Regions from separate parts of the Pan troglodytes genome. Here region 2 is linked to region 1. The links are chromatin contacts, called in public HiChIP or PLAC-seq maps. All regions are on one chromosome and are shown on one strand. Each heading gives the region's core, a stretch centred on a gene start, on an enhancer-like site or on the middle of the called end of the contact. The rest is flanking DNA. Distances are from core to core; before and after follow the strand shown.

Region 1 (2,915 bases), core at 248-2,747:
AAGCAAATTGATATAATAAGAGCATTGCAATGGGAAGGGGAGAAGAGAAAAAATATATATCTTTACACTCACCAGACTATGGAGGATTCATCAGCAGACCAGGAAGCAACAGCCTGGGCTCCAGAGTCGGCCACCCATCCCTGCACAGACAAGGAGAGGTCTTTGGAGCTTTGGTGCAGTCTGGGATCCTAGCTCTTTTTGTAACAAGTTGTTTGGCATGAGGCCCAGTTGCAACTGGGCTCTTTGCAACTGGGCTCAAGGAACACAAAAAAGTCAACTTGTTTTTTTTGCGATTGGCTATTGTTTTTCAATAACTAACGTATAGGAATAGATTAAAATAGAGATTTCTCCAAAACAATCTGCGCCCAGTTCTCTTTGCCCAGCTTGGCCTCAGTCCCATTCAGCCAGAAGATGGCAGCTGCGCTGACAGCCAGGCCCCCAGAAGTCCTGCCTCTTCACTGCGCTGTGACTGTGCCCTGGCCTGGAGCCCACTTTGGGCAGCTCTGCACCTGCAGCATGGCGTCTCTCCCAGATTGTGCAGGGACCAGGGGAAGGTCGGCAGGTGAATGCCTCAAGGGGCTCACATAACCTGTTCCAGGACTTGGTGACCATTGTTTGTGTCCATGTTCAACTGAGTTCAAATTTAATATTTAACTTTTCCTCCACAAATTCCCCTGTCTTGATGAATCATCTCTGTCTAGGCAAGATGAAGCCCTTAGGCTGTTACACAACCTCCGCCTCCTGGGTTCAAGCGATTCCCCTGCTTCAGCCGCCGTAGCACCTGGGACTACAGGTGTGTACCACCACACCTGGCTAATTTTTTGTGTTTTTACTAGAGATGAGGTTCAACATGTTGGCCAGGCTGGTCTTGAACTCCTGACCTGAAGTGATCCACCCACTTTGGCCTCCCAAAGTGCTTGGATTACAAGCGTGCACCAGCGGACTGGCCCTAAATGATTTGTCTCCTGTAACAGTTTGAAATTACTTAAAGGTTGTTTCAAATTGAAAAAATAAAAAGAATGTAGATAAAAATAAAATATAAAAAGTTAAAAAATTACATTAGATTACAAAATATGTATGTAAATCTCGAGAGGTCAAAAATGACAAATTTGATTTCTTATAAGGTTTTATCAAAATTACCTTTAGTATTGATAATACATTATTGCCAAAGTAAAAGTTGATTTTCTCTTGAACAAAAATTTTATGTATTATTAATATGAGAGCAAAATACTTCTGTTCACCTTTCGAATACATTCAAAAAGAGAGAGAGTAAAGAAAAGATAGAATTCTCCCATGCTCTGGGGTGGGCCTGGCTCAGCTCAGGAAGGAAGCCCTGCCTGAAAAGGCTGCAGCTTAGGCTGTCACTCTTTCTTCACTCAGCTCAGCGTCTGATCACATCTACTGTCACTCAGGGCCTCAGGGGGCGGGGCCTTAAGCATTATCCAATCAGGGATGGTGGGCTGGAAACCATCCAATCAGGAACGCAGCTGGAGCGAAGAGGACGGTTTCCGGGTTTGGTGCGGCCTTTGTCTCTCGCTGCAGTCAGAGCTCCAGGTCTGGTTCTTACTGCTCTTAAAGGCACAGGCTCTGTGGCCCCGTGTCCTGCAGGTATTGGGAGATCCACAGCTAAGACACCGGGACCTCCTGAAAGCCAAAAATGGTGAGAGTGAGGGTCCGACATCCCGAGAGAGGAGAGGGACTGGTTGGAACCGGTGAAAAGTGGCTGTGGCGGGACTCAGGCCTCCCCGCAGTCAGCTCCACAGTCTGCTCCCCCAGTTCTCCTTGCTCAGCTCGGCCTCAGTCCTGTTCAGCCATAAAATGGCAGCTGCGCTGACAGCCGGCCCCCGGGCGTCTTGTCTCTTCACTGCGCGGTGACTACCCTGGCCTGGAGCCCTCTCTGGGCAGCTCTGCACCCGCAGCGTGGCGTCTCTCCCAGATTGTTCAGGGACCAGGGGAGGGTGGGCAGGGGAGAATCCTGACTCGGGGTGCGGGTTCATGAATGGGAAGAGCTTTGTTCCTTTGGGTTGACAGTTTCTCTTTTCTCCTATTAAAAATTTATGGGGCCGGACGCTGTGGCTCACGCCTGTAATCCCAACGTTTTGGGAGGCCGAGGCGGGCGGATCACTTGAGATAAAGAGGTGTTAGGACAACTAAGTTCCTTTTAAATGACTCAACTTTCTGGTCATAAGTTGTAAAAGTTGTAAATCAACCCTACCTCTTCTTCTACCTACCCCCTTTTCCTTTTCTCGCAAATCGCGCATTTACTTTATTTGGAAAAAGTTTGGGTCTAAGCTTACCGGGATCAGCTTAGATTGTGCGGTCTGATCCCAGCCAATAGGGGATGGAAACAAAAACAGGAACTGCATTAGGGTTCAAAACCCCTTCCTGGCTGGGCGCGGTGGCTCAAGCCTGTAATCCCAGCACTTCGGAGGCTGAGGCGGGTGGATCACGTGGTCAGGAGTTCTAGACCAGCCTGGCCAACGTGGCGAAACCCGTCTCTACTAAAAATACGAAAACTATCGGCGTGTTGGCACGTGCCTGTAGTACCAGCCACTTGGGAGGCTGAGGCACGAGAATTGCTTGAACCCGGGAGGCGGAAGTTGCAGTGAGCTGAGATCCAATCATCGCGCTCCAGCCTGCGTGACAAAGCGAGACTCCGGCTCAAAAAAAAGAAAAAAAAAGTAAGCATCTTAAAAATTCCTTTATGTAAACACTGTGAGTAATTTCACTGGATTTTCTAACACTTAGTTTCAAAAACCAAGTGAATAACTCTGATGTGGACATTAAAGCTTGAACCTAGTGACTCCAAGCTAAGGCTAATATTAAGCCTGCAACAGGGTATTTTTTTTTTTTTTTTTTTAGACACAGTGTCGCTTTTGGTGCCCAGGCTGGAATGTAATGGCGTGATCTCGGCT
Region 2 (2,915 bases), core at 191-2,690, 220 kb after region 1:
TTTCCCCGATTTAAAGTTAGATGTCTTATAAGATAATGTTGAGAAATGCAGAAATATGGCCAGGAGTGGTGGCTTATGCCTATAATCCCAGCACTTTAGGAGGCCAAGGCGGTTGGATCACCTAAGGTCAGGAGTTCAAGACCAGCCTGACCAACATGGAGAAATCTCGTCTCTACTAAAAGTACAAAAAATTAGCCGGGCGTGGTAGTGCATGCCTGTAATCCCAGCTACTCGGGAGGCTGAGGTAGGAGAATTGCTTGAACCCAGGAGGCAGAGGTTGCAGTGAGCCAAGACCACACCATTGCGCTTTAGCCTGGGCAACAAGAGTGAAACTCCATCTCAAAAAAAAGAAATGCCAAAATACATGTGGACATGTATGCATGTGATTGTGCTTATATTCACTCAGTTTCCCACACCACAGAAGAAAACAGGTAACCACAGCCTGAACATTAGAGTCGAGGTCAAATAGCAAAATAAGTTTGCCTTTAATCTATTTTCTTCCTATGTAAACATTAAAGGTCAAGACTGTGAACAGATCTGAAGACATAGTTTTTTTTCTCCTGTGGCCCATCATCCTTTGTTCACTGTCTGATCTCTGAAAGAAAGATGGGCAACAGGTGGTAAGCAGTGGTTTACCTGTGATTTATTCCTGCTGCCATCAGCTTTTTCTATAGCCACTATTTGTTTCACCCTCGGAACTGAAAAGAGACGTTGATAAATAGAGGCTGTCCCCTCACCTGTGGCAGAAAAGGGGTGTTCAGGCCCTCCACCCCCACTGACATCACAGCTGTACTTCAATGTGGCAGCTATTGGCCATGTGTGGCTCCTGGGTGCCTGGAATGTGGCTGGTCTGAACTGCGATGTGCTAGAAAGGTAAAATACAGAATTAGTTTCAAAGATTTTGTTTCAAATGTATTTATATTTCATTAATAATTACATATTGCTCACATATTAAAATGAAAATATTTTGAATATATTGGGTTAAATAAATTGCTACAATCAATTCCACTTGTTTCTTCTTTCTTTTTAAAGTTTGGCTACTAGAAAATTTAAAATTCACCTGTGACTCACATTTTATTTCAGAGGATTGCCTGTTCAAAGGACCAGAATACAGGAAGGTCATAAAATCTAAAATTTTAGAACAATTGTTGTTATACTTTGTTCATTTGTGAATAGCCATATAATATATTATTTTTGAATGCATATAAATTGATACACAAGGTAAGGGCAAATACTCTCTGGTGTGAGCCTGGCTCAGCTCAGGAAGGAAGCCCTGTCTGAAAAGGCTGCAGCCTAGGCTGTCACTCGCTCTTCTTTCAGCCCAGCATCTGATCACATCTTCTGTCACTCAGGGCCTGAAAAGAAGGTGCCTTAAATATCATCCAATCAGAGACGCTGGGCTGGGAACCGTCCAATCAGGAACGCAGCTGGAGCGGATAGGGCGGCTTCCAGGATGTGGCGGGGCCTTTGTCTCTCGCTGCAGCCTGAGCGCTAGGTCTTGTTTTCCCTGCCCTGTGTTTTCTGCTCGTGGACGCCCAGCCTCTGTGGCCCTGTGGCCTGCAGGTATTGGGAGATCCACAGCTAAGACGCCGGGACCCCCGGGAAGCCTAGAAATGGTGAGAGTGCCGGGTCCGCCATCCCGAGGGGGAAAGGGGTTGGTTGAAACCGGTGGGAAGCGGCTGTGGCGGGACTCAGGCCTCCCTGTAGTCAGCTCCACCATCTGCGCTCCAGTTCTTTTTGCCCAGCTCGGCCCCAGTTCCTCCAGCCATAAGATGGCGGCTGCGCTGACAGCCGGCCCGGGCGTCCTGTTTCTTCCCTGCGCAGTGACTGTGCCCTGGACTGGAGCCCTCTCTGGGCAGCTCTGCATTCGCAGCACCGCGTCTCTCCCAGATTGAGCAGGGACCACGGGAGGGTTGTCAGGGGAGAATCCTGACTCGGGGTGCGGGTTCATGAAAGGAAAGAGCTTTGGGCTGTGGGGTTCCCGGTTCCTCTTTTTTTCTGTTAAAAATGTATGGGGGGACGGGCGTGGTGGCTCACGCCTGTAATTTCAGCACTTTGGGAAGCCGAGGCGGGCGGATCATCTGAGGTCAGGAGTTCAAGACCATCCTGGCCAACATGGTGAAACCCCGTCTCAATTTTTAAAAATACAAAAATTAGCCGGGCGTCGTGGCGCGCGCCTGCAATCCCAGCTACTCAGTAGTTTGAGGCAGGAGAATCGCTTGAACCCGGGAGGCGGAGGTTGCAGTGAGCCTAGATCGCGCCACTGCACTCCAGCCTGGGCAATGAGAGTGAAACTCCGTCTCAAAAAAAAAAAAAAAAATGTATAGGAGTCACCGCAAAAATATTAAAGAACTTAAAAAGTGGTTCAAGTATTGTAGAGCACTCAGCTATGGTTTGTAGTTTGTGGTCCATGGGAGGAGCTTGAATAAAAGACTTATAAGGTGCATGATAAAAAAATCAAATTAGTAATTGGTTAGGTACAGTTATATAGTCTCTTAATTTGTACGATCGTGTTGGCAATTTTCTGGTTATGTGACCAGAATTTAATTGGCAGTTTATAGTTGGTTAAGCCTGAATTTTGTTTTCCCCGATGTGGTAATTTACTAAAAAATGAAATTTTAGTTAGATTTTTTTAAAAAGGAGGACCCCAGGGACTAGAGCCACCTCAGTCTAATTGCCCACTGAATTATTTTCACAGTCCACAGGGGACTTCTTTTCCCCTGCATTTTTCACATATGTCCCAAGCAGGGTCTCAAGTCTACTTCTTACTCCCTGTTCTTCCAGATTAACTCTGATTTACAGTAAAATACTAAATTTCCAGTGTCATTGACATTCCCAAATGCCACCTTCCCCTCTCTGATACACATTATCAATTATTTGTCCTTTATTGTACATTTTATATTTCAATTAATAAT

Evidence for each region. HiChIP or PLAC-seq counts read pairs in DNA pulled down with a chosen protein or histone mark.
Region 2: a contact with region 1 is called in an H3K4me3 HiChIP or PLAC-seq map of stem cell-derived excitatory neurons, with 2.4 times the contacts expected there. The contact joins the promoter of LOC455890 here to the promoter of ZNF626 in region 1. A contact is called at or near these places in 1 of 7 Hi-C or Micro-C datasets (stem cell-derived neural progenitor cells) and 1 of 1 datasets of contacts at active chromatin or transcription factors (stem cell-derived excitatory neurons).

What each region holds. Positions count from the first base shown.
Region 1 is chr20:23,109,584-23,112,498 of NHGRI_mPanTro3-v2.0_pri, forward strand. ZNF626 (zinc finger protein 626) reads left to right here and starts at 1,498. Exons shown (of 4, transcript XM_016937098.3): 1 at 1,498-1,660. The coding sequence starts at 1,658.
Region 2 is chr20:23,333,927-23,336,841 of NHGRI_mPanTro3-v2.0_pri, forward strand. LOC455890 (zinc finger protein 85) reads left to right here and starts at 1,441. Exons shown (of 6, transcript XM_024351790.3): 1 at 1,441-1,616. The coding sequence starts at 1,614.